Regions from separate parts of the Ovis aries genome. Here region 2 is linked to region 1. The links are chromatin contacts, called in public Hi-C maps. All regions are on one chromosome and are shown on one strand. The core of a region is the stretch at or near the end of the contact, and the rest is flanking DNA. Distances in the headings are between cores, read along the strand shown. Region 1 overlaps LOC101111962 (zinc finger protein 474). Region 2 holds the start of SRFBP1 (serum response factor binding protein 1).

What was found. Hi-C and Micro-C count contacts between places; a contact is called where the count stands out from the background.
Region 2: a contact with region 1 is called in a Hi-C map of tail adipose tissue, with 5 times the contacts expected there. The contact joins the promoter of SRFBP1 here to the enhancer-like site in region 1. A contact is called at or near these places in 2 of 16 Hi-C or Micro-C datasets (skin fibroblasts and tail adipose tissue).

What each region holds. Positions count from the first base shown.
Region 1 is chr5:29,372,177-29,378,733 of ARS-UI_Ramb_v3.0, reverse strand. It overlaps LOC101111962 (zinc finger protein 474), which reads left to right. Exons shown (of 4, transcript XM_004008680.6): 2 at 1-652. Among named protein-coding and RNA genes, the nearest start is that of LOX, 94 kb to the left of the region's middle. Within about 2 kb of position 2,328, at least 5 of the 54 cell types and tissues checked have an H3K27ac peak or open chromatin away from gene starts, as enhancers often do. A contact at or near this core is called in tail adipose tissue, where this site is marked.
Region 2 is chr5:29,564,907-29,571,463 of ARS-UI_Ramb_v3.0, reverse strand. It overlaps SRFBP1 (serum response factor binding protein 1), which reads left to right and starts at 3,407. Exons shown (of 8, transcript XM_004008682.6): 1 at 3,407-3,452. The coding sequence starts at 3,417. It overlaps LOC132659875 (a long non-coding RNA gene), which reads right to left and starts at 3,212. Exons shown (of 3, transcript XR_009600832.1): 1 at 1-3,212.

The sequences.
Region 1 (6,557 bases), core at 1,079-3,578:
CAAGCACCTGAGGAGGCCAGAACCTTCCAAACCACCTCCTCTCAACGGAAGTGGGTCCTACAGTCTTCAGGCAGTGAATGAGGCAGCCTTCCAGAGTTCCCAGGCTCAGCTGCTGCCATGTGAGTTCTGCAGCCGCACATTCTTGCCAGACCGGCTTCTTGTTCATCAGAGAAGCTGCAAGCAGAAGGTTGAGGGGCCCAGGGCACCAAGCCTGGACAGATCTGATGATCTTGCCGGTCTCAAAGCTTCCAGTGGCATCACAACCCGACCAAGGACTGTCATCTGCTACATCTGTGGGAGGGAATTTGGTACCCTGTCCCTTCCTATCCATGAGCCCAAATGCCTGGAAAAGTGGAAAGTAGAAAATGACCGACTCCCCAGGGAGTTCCGCCAGCCACTCCCACAGAAGCCTCAGCCCCTTCTCACTGGACAGCCCAACCACACAAGGCCACGTCAAGGCCAGCTCGTGTCCTGCCCAAACTGTAGTCAGACCTTTGCCCCTGACCGCCTTCCAGTACACAAGAGAAGTTGTAAAGGTCAACCTAGTGGGCCAAAAGCTCAGGATCTGACATTAGGGAGTAGAGGTGGCCTGAAAGAGTCCACTAATTCCAAGTCTCAGAGGAACCCGGCAGCACCCCCTGTGACTGATAAGGTAATTTGTGCCACATGATATGCATCGGGTAGGCCTGGGGGTACATTCTACCTCCAGGGGAATGAGAGAAAAATGCCCCTGGAATCAGCTCCCTCATCCCCTAGGGTGGTTTTCCTTCAGTGCCCATTTCTGCCTCAGTGAAACCTAAGTTGACCCCCTATTGGACTCCGGGGCTATACCTCCATTGGCACAGCAGATATAAAAACATCCTTGCCCAGTGGGTCCCTGGTCCTCTTTCATTCTGCTGCCTAAAAGAGAGATGGACTTCTTTCTTCTCTGAATCCCTCATACCAATAATCCTTGGGAGAGACTGGCATTTGAAAATGAGTCAGTAATGCTGTGTCTACATTACAGAGATATCATTCCCATTCCAACTGCCAATATTTATTACTGGTTTATTTTAGTAGTCTACCTTAGGAATTCACTTTTGGCAACACTGGGTGATGGTGAGTTTATCGTTCTAAAATAGAATCTGTGTCAAAAACCCCAGATGACTTTAGCAGTAATTAAACACCGGAGCACTTGCAGAACTGAACATGCTCTACAGTGCAGCATGCTTTCTTTTAATGCTTACATGGCTATAGTCTATGGGGAAGTAACTCCTACTCAAACCGAGAGTCAACTAGGTGTGTTCATGGATCTGGGAAATACTCAGTTCCTGCTGCTGCTCTGGACCCCATGTTTGGGTCAGACACCAGGCTGTGACCCCTGATTTGGGCAGTTGTAAATAAGCATGACCCTAGGGGTCCCCAGCCTATATAGTGAAGTGTCACTGGGTCTTGACCTGAAATTTCATCATCAACCAGGATTGGGGAAGTTTGCTTTTGAGGATGGCTACCTGCAAGATAAGGGGAGGTCCATGTGCTCCATTCTGCCATGAAGCAAGGGAAGTGGCTGTCTTGCCACGTGTCACACTTTACAGAACATCAAATCATGAGAAATAGGAGGCTGTCAAGGTCTTTTCTCTATGACTTGCTGCTTGAAAGGCCCCACCTGTAGGGGTTCTTTAAGTGAACTATTTTCAGGAAACTAAGGTAACCCAAGCTATTGTAAACAGTTAAACCAGACTGATTGGGGGGTGGGAAGACATCCTTTATTTTTAATCCAGTTGTTCTTCATTACTTTTTTATTTTTTTATTGTATTACTTGGGCAAATGTCAGGTACTTTTTCCAAACTTCCATGTTTAAAATGAAATGATCTTTCACTTGCTGGCTTGGAAGATTCCAAAACAATGATCCTAAAGCCGAAGAGTCAGACTAATGGGCATATTTTCCGATGAACTTGAAGAAAGAACAGATAGTTTCTTTGCCGAATGAAAACCCAAACTCGTAAGTGTGGCATGGGCTTCAGGCTGGTCTCATAAACACGAACTGTTTTTCTCATCTTTTGGCTGTTGCTTTTCTTCCAAAACGTGTGGGGTCTGGATTCAGCAAGCAAAAGAATCCATGTCTTAGAGCCACAAATCAAGAGCTCCGGTTAGTGTTCTGACATTCAGCACTGTTTCCTGATTGTATGCATTTTCTTTAAATGTCCTCATTACAGAACTTGAGACAGGGATGAGCGTGGTCAGAATGCTCATGCTTGTTGTTGTAACACAGACTCTGTGCTCCCCAGAGTGGAGCCAGCAGGCTGAGCATAGCATGTTCTCACTCAGTCACAACTGCTAAAAGAGGCTGGCCTGGGCCCCCAGCTCCACAGGAGGACACCTCCTGACTCACTGAGTCATCTGGAGAGGAGACTGTCAGGACAGGAGGCCAGTGATGGCTGTCAGTGACTTTCACGTTTAGATCAGAGGGAGTCCGTCAAAACAAGGGCATCAGGAGGACACGACAGCTATGTCAGAGCACAGCCAACTCTGCTCCTAACCTGCAAGGCACATGTCAGTGAGAAACTGGCACCCACCACCGTCAGATGTGCCTTGGCCTGTTTGGGGACCACACAGGCTTTAGTGGAGGGCATAGTAAGGTCATCCAACCTAGGGTCCCTTCAGCTGCCAGATCTGGAGCAAGCTAGGGTTCATTAAAATGGAGAAAACTCCTAGGCTTCCAAGAGGAATAAGACCTCTTGAACCAACAGACTTTATTCCTTCCCTTGAAAAGACATTTGCCACTGCGTTGCACTTTCAGCAGAAAGCCTCTCCTGGGGAATGTAGTTTTCTGTTGTGGTTGTTATTGGACTCTGTTATTGCTGTTTTTCTTTTCTTTGTATTATGTAAGATTTAGATAGTGCAGTGAATCGTTCATTTCCATAAAGAAAACGCCCTGTGCATTATTGGATTTCAGAATTTCATCTGCCTGTGGCGGCCGACTTTTGGCTGACTGTGAGACACACGCGTGGTTTTTTCAGTTCAGATGTTTGCTTCCTTTTTCCTTATGCCAGTTAGAACAATTTCCCCCTAGAATCCTTGATCTGAATTCATGTTAGAATCAGCGATCTTGCCCAGTGTTTTCGGGGGGCTCAATCTCATAGTGAACTCAGGTAAGAAAAACATTTTCAGAATTATGACCACAGAACTTGGAAATAGTTCCCTGCAGTTGGGCAACAATGACTGTTTCGCTGGCAGAGTGAGTTACCCTCCGCTCAGAGTGTTCCTCCTGCGTAGACTGGCTCGGTTCTCTGATGACAAATGCTCCTGTTACCCTTCAGTCAAATCTAAACAAAGAAAACGCTGAGATCCCTAAGACAAACCCCCCAACCCAAGTCATCAATGTGCATTCTGCGCCAGCTCTGCTTTGCCTCTCACCACGGAATGGGTTTGAACTTGTCCCATTGCTTGTCATCCAAAATCTAAGACTGAATTCACTCTCTCTGATTTCACAGTGACATTGTGAGAGACACCGTGCAGTATGAAAGAGGAATGACATCCACAAAGCGGACTTTCATTTAAAAGGGTTTGCTCTGCTGTTATGTGGTATCAGAGCAGCATCGCACTCCCCCTTTTCCCTCTAGAAGAAGGAAAGCCTGAGCAAGCAATATCCAGTTTAGCAAGATTTTAAAAGTCATGTTACTTGCAGATGAAATTAGATGCATAATGTGGGAAACTAGAGATTATCAGTTTAAAGTTTAATTTGGAGCTTAATGTGATCCTTTGATTTCTATTTTAGCAAGCAGTGTCCTAAGTGGTGCTGGAAGTGCGAGAATGGAGAATATTGACCCCTATTTTAATATGAGTGAACACATTTTAATATTTGTCTTTAATATTTGGGGAAAAGTTTGCCCTTTTCCATAAGCTGATAGTGTTTCAGTCTTTGACTTAAGGCCTTTCTGGCTAACTGAAGCACAGATTGACAGTTAATTAAATATAACTACAAACCAGAATGAAGGCTTTGTTTAACTACCTTTTATTAGTTACATAACGCTTGGGGTTATTTTCTTAGTATTTTGATGATAACATGTGAAACACTGTTTCTAAAAATCTGATACTATGTTATAAAATAGGCATTCTTTTTCTTCAGGGAAATCTGTCTTTTTCTTTTTTTAACAAAGGTTTGTGTCTCTGAATGTAGTTTTAAGCTGTCCTTAGCATCCTAGAGGGCTGAGCTACAATCCCATCAGACACATCTCTAGCATCTGCTGCTGCCATCTGGTGTTTTCTTTTAGAGTAATGCCTTCTACACTCAAAAATATTATTTACTGCCTTTCTCTTTGTGTTACCGCCAAATATATTTGAGAATGTGCCCTTATAATACAAATTCCATTTATTTAGGACTACCGTTATGTCTTTGGTTTAATATCATCAGTGCTGTTCCATCGCTAAGTATCTCATTCTCCAAAGGCAAACCTCTTAGTTAGAAAGTGACAATCAGAGACTCAGAAAGACTCAGAAGGGCAGAGTGGATGGGTTCACGTCTTGGAACACTGTTAAGGTGTGTGTGTGTGTGTGTGTGTGTGTGTGTGTGTGTGTGTGTGGGTATGAAGTAAAAAGTGCTTGTGCTGTGTGCTTAGTTGCTCAGTAGTGTCCAACTCTTGGTGACCCCGTGGACTGTAGCCTGCCAGGTTCCTCTGTCCATGGAATTTTCCAGGCAAGAACACTGGAGTGGGTGCCAACTTCCCAACCCAGGTAAAAAGTGTTTGGAGCTTATTAGGAGGCCTGCGATACAGGGAGATGACCTGTACTGAATGCATCTATGGCCAGGGATTTATGTCCATGTCCTCATTTTAATCTTCATAATATTACTATAAGACAGATACATCTCCCTACTTTCCAGGTAGAAAAACTGAGGTTAAGCATCTAACCTAGAGTCACACAGAGGGTGTCAGAGCCAGATGTGTCTAACTCCAGAGACCCAAGGTGGCTCAGACGGTAAAGTGTCTGTCTACAATGCGGGAGACCCAGGTTCGAGCCCTGGGTTGGGAAGATCCCCTGGAGAGGGAAATGGCAATCCACTCCAGTACTATTGCCTAGAAGATCCCATGGACAGAGGAGCCTGGCAGGCTGCAGTCTATGGGGTCGCAAAGAGTCGGATACGACTGAGCAACTTCACTTCACTTCAAAGAGAGAAGCATACGTGTCATACAAAAAGGGTAGGGCTATGGTGCCAGGCTGAGTGTTAGTTAAGCAGGGTTAGGAGGACAAAAGTTTGTTCATTCAACAGATCATTCTTGTTAGACATTCTTGAGCTTCCATGGTGGCTCAGATGGTAAAGCACCTGCCTGCAATGTGAGAGACCTGGGTTTGATCCCTGGGTCAGGAAGATCCCCTGGAGAAGGCAATGACAATCCACTCTAGTACTCTTGCCTGGAAAATTCCATGGACAGAGGAGCCTGGCTACAGTCCATGGGGTCACAAAGAACTGGACATGACTGAGTGACTTCACTTACTTGCTTTGGACTAAGTACTAAATGTAGACTCATTAAAAAGACACAGTTCTTGATCTCATGGAGTTTTTAGCCCTATGGAGGAAATGATATGAAATTTAAATAAAAATAAATATAAAATTTCAAGTTGTAATGTGACAGTGTCTAATGGTGGGAGGTGGACATTCAGGTTCTTGGTTAGAGAAAACCTCTGGGAGGAAGTGACATTTCAGCTGAGACATGGAAGGTGTGAAAACATTAGCCAAGAGGATGTCAGGGGAATGGAAGCACAGGAGGAGGAGACATTCTGTGTGAAGGCCTTGCGGTAAGAAAGATCTTAAAATGGAACTGAAAAATCCACAAGTAGAGTCAAATGAAGGAAGGGGCAGGCACACATGGTAAAGCTGTGGAAACAGCACAGCTGCCCAGTGGACATAGGGACACCCTATTTGGCTGTTGCAGGAATCCAGGTGAAAGTGGATGATAGCCTAGCCTAGGGTGTTGGTATCAGAGATAGGAAAAAAGGGACAGTGGGCAGAACCTGGTAATAGTTGGGATGTGGAGGAGTAAGGAAGAGGGTTGAGGATGACTCCCAGATTTCTAAATTGAGCAACTGTACCAGTTGTTTCACTTTCTAAGATGGGAAAACCTTGAGAAACAGATAGGCTGTTGTGATGAAGACCAATTTTTCCATTCTGGACATGACTGAGTTCACAACGCTTGTGAGACACTTTAAGTAGGTCTGAAAGAATGGTGAAAGTTCTAGAGTGGGCGGGATTGGGTAAGCACAGAGCATAATGTGTAACCAGTGAGGGGTAGAAAGACAGTTTTATTTGTGATGAATGTATATGTCTTAAGTTATTAAACACACAACTAACAGACATTGATAGAGGAAGATTTGAGCCACGATAATATCTTAAGACAGTGCAAGGAGATAGAGATCTATTTATACTATATCTCTATCATTCATTGAAAATCATTCTTTGTTATGGCCATTTGTAACTATAAGACTTTATTATTTTCTTCCCAAATAAAAAATAAAATTTCTGGCAAAAAAAAAATGCTTGTGAGACATCTAACTAGATAAGTCAGGCTGAATATATAAGT
Region 2 (6,557 bases), core at 2,158-4,657, 190 kb before region 1:
CTCGCATTGTCCTCTAATAGACTTTTCAATCTGGCTTCACAGGAAAGTCATTCACCAGGCAAACTGCTCAGAGATCCTGGGTGGGACTACTTGCAGGGTCCACAGGAAGGATGGCTGGTGAGGGCTGTGCATGGGACACAGATGAGGAGGCCCACTGCTAGGGTCCACATACAGGCAGGCCTGATGCTAAGGTCCACACCTATACCTTTCCAAAGGTCACAATAAAATTAGAACATATGTGGGGGAAATGCTTTAAAGGGAAAAAAACACTATATGAACAAAGCAAAAGAAACTGAAAAAGCACACGATGAATTTCATCAACCATTTCTACATATCCAAAAAAAAAAAAAAAAGCTAGACAAATACAAGAAAACTACCTGAGTTTTATTATTCACTACAACAAACACAAAATGTCACTTCAAATAGTAAAATATTAAAGCTATTCCCATTAAAATCAAGAATGATCTAGAATATATTAGAAGCTCTAGCAAATGTAAGAAAAGAAATTTCTGTTAAGTCACCCAGTCTGTGGTATTTTGTTGTAGCCTGAGTAGACAAATACAGTGGAATCTGAGAAAGTCTTAAGAAACTTCAAGTTGGAAAACTTGAGTCCCCATTGTATATGTTTGGGAATCCTTACTTCCACTAAATGGAACACTGTAATAAAGACAAAAGAGGTCTCATACCAGTTGCTTTTAATGGTAATACTATTGCTGTTTCATATCTCTGACAGCATTTACTTGATCCAGCTCAGTTCTTCAAGAATAAAACAAGCAGGCACTGCTTTCTAGAGAAACATGTAGCCTGATTAACATAAATATTAATAATTATTATTAGAGGACATATTCATTACTAGAATCACCTTTGTAAAGAATCAAAATTTTTGAGATTGCAGCATCAAAAGACAGAGACGATAGATAGGGAAGTGATACATCAGGGACAATGAAAAACTACTAGTCACTTTAAAAATGATATCTAAGTTTACTGAAAGATTATCACATAAAATTAGCCATGTGGTGCTTAGCCATGAAATTAAAAGGTGCTTACTCCTTGAAAGAAAAGTTATGATCAACCTAGACAGCATATTCAAAAGCAGAGACATTACTTTGCCGACAAAGGTCCATCTAGTCAAGGCTATGGTTTTTCCAGTAGTCATGTATGGATGTGAGAGTTGGACTATAAAGAAAGCTGAATGTCAAAGAATTGATGGTTTTGAACTGTGGTGTTGGAGAAGACTCTTGAGAGTCCCTTGGACTGCAAGGAGATCCAACCAGTCCATTCTAAAGGAAATCAGTCCTGAATGTTGACTGGAAGGACTGATGCTGAAGCTGAAACTCCAATACTTTGGCCACCTGCTGCAAAGAACTGACTCATTTGAAAAGACCCTGATGCTGGGAAAGATTGAGGGCAGGATAAGGGGACGACAGAGGATGAGATGGTTGGATGGCATCACCAACTCAATGGACATGAGTTTGAGTAAACCCCAGGTACTGGTGATAGACAGGGAGGCCTGCTGTACTGCAGTCCATGGGGTCACAAAAAGTCAGACACGACTGAGTGACTGAACTAAACTGAACTGATCACATAAAAGAACCAACAGTACATAAAAAATTTCAAAATAAAAGTAGAAAACTGTAAATAATAATTTTAAAGAATTATGGAATCATATTAAAAACACCTTTTTCCTGAATTAGAAGACAGATTTTCCATAAGCTCTATATTTATCTTTAAAACATCCTTTCCTATATATTTTATGACTAAAGTGCCTACTCCCAACTGGGGTGAAAAGCCCCTTCACTCCAGGAGATCAGTTTTGATAAGAAGAACTAGCTGAATAACAAGATAATTACAATTTCAGCATATGATTTATGAATACAAAAACTACCTTTATGCAACACTAGTCAAACAGGAAGTTGGGGTTAATCCACCTGTGCCCAAATCACACATTAAAGAATACCAATCCAAAGACAAGACTAAGTTGTAAACTGAATACAGACTCAGGAATCAAGAGCATAGACTCTACACAGCACCCTCTTTTGGGGCAGAAGCTCAGAAGTGGGCCTGGTTTAAATTTTCTTTCATTACAGTATTGAAATTCTTAATAAGTTTGCGAATTTGACTTTTGTTAAGTGAAATCCAGTGGGACAATGGAACATATGTCAAGAGCTTAGTCTCAGATCAGTGTAGTCTTTCCTATCACATACTCCCATTCGGATTCTCTGGCTTCCTACTTCCCAGACTCTGCCTAGCAATTGCTGCCATCTTGGTCCAGTACAGACACCCCTCCCTGGGGCCTCAAACATGAGTCCCAGGCACCTGTGAAGGTGGGCACTAGCCCCAAGGCATCCCGGTTGCTTGAAGGAGCACCTCATTAAACACCAAATAAAAAGCACATGACAGGTCAAAAGACACCACAGAAGAAAAGAAGAAACTTTCCCCCACTTTTTGAATTGGGGCAGGGGCAGGGGGGCAGGGAACGGGGTTGGGGAGTGGTGCCCTGCATTTTCATTTTGCCCTGGGCCCGTCAAATTATGTCACCAGCCCTGGGGTCCTGTAGCAGTGGTGGGCTCCAGCTGGGCAACTCTTGGTAAGACACTTGGCTCCTCAAAAGTTAGTTTCCAAATCTGTAAAATAAGAATAATAGTTCCTATCTCTTTAGATTTGAATATTTTAGAGATAATTCACGTAAAGCGTTTGTCCCAGCACTGGACCCCTTATAAAGCTCAATACTACCAGGTGTTAACTATTAATAATGTTATTTAATTCCGACTCACTCCTTGGTTCTCTGCATGCACATTATTCAAAACAGCCATTTTCATAAGCAGCAGCAACGGTACATCATGGTTTTGCTTATATGTTCTCTATATAAATTTAAACCTTTCAGTATGCAGAAAAATATGACCATGCTTGAGCTATACAGTGAGGACAGGGGAAAAGGTGAATCTAACAAAATGCTTGTCAAAAGCGCAGAAATCTTCACAAAAGCTAGGTAAAAATTCGGGGCAAAACTGGTCGCTCAAGTGATCCCTTCATAAAGGCTTTCATTCCCATTGAGACAAGAAAAACAAGGTCCTTACAAAGCTGAACCCATTTTGCAAAGGAATATAAGAAAATCAGCAACCTGAAAAACTTCTGAAGAAGGCAATAACTTGCAGAACACCCTCTCAGCCACCGGCCTGCCTGGTTTCCATAGGAACACGCAAATCCGGTACGGCGCACTCTACGCAGGAAGTTGTTCTTCGTCATTTCCGCTCCTCTCCTCAAAGTCAGTGCACCTTTTACTTACGCGTCTGCTTGAGCAGACGGCGGATGCATTTTGGGCCACTGAGGCCGCCGTTGGGGGCGTGACGACGCATCCGCTTTCCGGCAGCTACAGTTCACGTGCGGCAGCGGCGGATCTTCTGCTAAGAGCTGCCATGGCCGAGCCAGGGACCTTGAACCTCAATAATGAGGTGAGCACAGAGGTCTGGAAACGTGTGGGGCTGACTTTTAGGGGCCTCAGGACGGCTTTTCTGAGTGTTTTGGAAGGGTCTGGGACGAGGCGGGAAGTGCACCTAACAGCTCAGGCGAATTTTCTGGAACTCTGAGGACTGACAGCCGTAACTCCCCACCCCTACTCTTCCACCTCCTGGTTTCTAGGTGGCTGAAATGTCTTTGGCCGTCGGTTGTCTTGAATTTTTTTTCCATGGACCTTGGGAAGATCATTTAATTTCTCTATTCAGTAACCGTTTGTAAAACGAAGCTCGTGGTGGTACTTTCCTTTGAGAGGTTGAGAGCGGTGGCTTTCCCTAGGAAATTGTTCATCTTGAATGAGACCGTATCATTTATAAGGATGAATGCTTCTTCAGTACCTCATTTCTCCTTTCAGCTTTTGTTCCATTTCTCTGCTACCATCTGCAGCAAAATTTTAATACTTGGCTGCCCCCAAGTTTTCATCTCACCTCTCTTAAACCCAGTCTTTTCAGACATTTGCCCTCATCACCTCCACCCTTACAGGTTAATTTCACTAGCTTACCGTTTTTTGTCATTATCTCGTTTCTGGTTCTATTCAAGAAATTCAAAAGTCATCGAAGCATTGAAGTAGGCTGGAAAGCGGGGTCAGTTGAGAACTTTACAGCTCCAGCAAAGGAAGTTCTTCGTATATATTCAGTGGTTATGTGTCTGCTCTTTAGACGTACTTTCTGTTTTTAAGCAACCTGTATTCAGGTAGGAAAGGGTAATCAGCATCCATCAATGATACAGAATACTCACAGAAAAAAAAAAAGATAGTGCAGAAAAGTTTACAAAGAAAGCAAAATGAAATGAGTGATATTTGGTCTTGATCTTCAAAGATCTTACACAAGATTGCATTTAGTGATTCAGTGAAGGGGAAAGAAGGCATTCTAGCCAGAGGGACACTTAGGTGAAGAAATAATGTTTTTGGTGTAAAAAGAAAAAAAAAAAAAGGTAATATAAATATGGCAATGGTTGAGAAGTATGTTTTTATATAAAACATTAAATTCTCTAAAAGTATGGGGCAGGGAGTGGAAGTGGGAAACATCTTGAGTTATACAGGAGTAAAGAACACATTACTGACGAGAACTTGTGAGATGAAGTAGGAAATAAAGCTAGTGTATTACTGTCTTCAGTTTAGTCGTTCAGTCGTGTCAGACTCTGCAACCCCATGGACTGAAGCATGCCACGCTTCCCTGTCCATCACCAACTCCTGGAGTTGACTCAAATTCATGTCCATTGTGTCGGTGATGCCATCCAACCATCTCGTCCTCTGTCCTCACCTTCTACCACTTTCCGTCTTTCCCAGCATCAGGGTCTTTTCAGATGAATCAGTTCTTCACATTAGGTGGCCTAAGCATTTGGAGATTCAGCATAGCATCAGTCCTTCCAATGAATATTCAGGACTGATTTCCTTTAGGATGGACTAGTTGGACCTTGAAGTCCAAGGGTCTCAGAGTCTTCTCCAGCACCACAGTTCAAAAGCATCAATTCTTCGGTGATCAGCTGTCTTTATAGTCCAACTCTCACATCCATACATGACTACTGGAAAAACCATAGCTTTGACTAGGTGGACCTTTGTTGGCAATGTAATGTCTCTGCTTTTTAATATGCTGTCTAGCTTGGTCATAACTTTTCTTCCAAAGAGTAAGCGTCTTAATTTCATGGCTGCAGTCACCATCTGCAGTGATTTTGGAGCCCCCAAAATAAAGTCAGCCACTGTTGCCATTGTTTCCCCATCTATCTGTCATGAAGTGATGAGACCAGATGCCATGATCTTAGTTTTCTGAATGTTGAGCTTTAAGCCAACTTTTTCACTCTGCTCTTTCACTTTCATCAAAAGGCTCTTTAGTTCTTCACTTTCTGCCATAAGGGTGGTGTCATCTGCATATCCGAGGTTGTTGATATTTCTCCCAGCAATCTTGATAGAAGTTAAATAAGCAGGGTGACAATATACAGCCTTGACATACCCCTTTCCCTATTTCGAACCAGTTTGTTGTTCCATGTCCAGTTCTAACTGTTGCTTGCTGACCTCCAGATTTCTCAGGAGGCAGGTCAGGTGGTCCAATATTCCCCTTTCTTTAAGAATTTTCCACAGTTTGTTGTGATCCACACAGTCAAAGGCTTGGGTGTAGTCAATAAAGCAGAAGTAGATGTTTTTCTGGAACTCTCTTGCTTTTTCTGTGATCCAGCGGATGTTGGCAATTTGATCTCTGGTTCCTCGCCTAAATCCAGCTTGAACATCTGGATTCATGAACCATCAAGGTCATGGTTCATGTACTGTTGAAGCCCGGCTTGGAGAATTTTAAGCATTACTTTGCTAGCATGTGGGATGAGTGCAATTGTGCAGTAGTTTGAGCATTGCCTTTCTTTGGGATTGGAATGAAAACTGACCTTTTCCAGTCCTGTGGCCACTGCTGAGTTTTCTAAATTTGCTGGCCTATTTCGTGCAGCACTTTCATAGCTTTATCTTTTAGGATTTGAAATAGCTCAACTGGAATTCTATTACCTCCACTAGGTTTGTTCATAGTGAGGCTTCCTAAGACCCACGTTACTGTCAGGTTAATAAGTCTGGATTTCACTTGACAGTAGACAACAGGGTATATTGAAGAGAACTCTTGAAGGTATTTGGTGTATATTAATAGCCATATGTTAAGCTCATGCTAGTTACAGAAAGCATTTGGTGGTCTTTTTTCCCATTAGATTATAGGTGAGGTATAAAAGCCCATAATCAGAGTGATGTCCTTGGAAATTCACTGCAAATACTAGTGAGTTTCCCGTTCGATTTTGAAATTACTCTGAAGAGTGGTGACAGTCATTTACTCTACTCTTCACTTAGGGTTCTTTCTTTTCCCTTTTAGCTAGTTTCCAGCTCTCTTCAGAACAGTTAAAATTTGACCTTTAGGATGTTGTCACCAATTTCATCTCAGTATGAGCTAGGTGTCCATTCTTTATGCAACCAGGATGCTTCTATGCTGAAAGCATTTGTTTACCTGTTTCTCTCTTTTTGTGTGTGGGTCTATCGCCTGCACCATGTGTGATCTATGAATGTTTGCTGGATGATT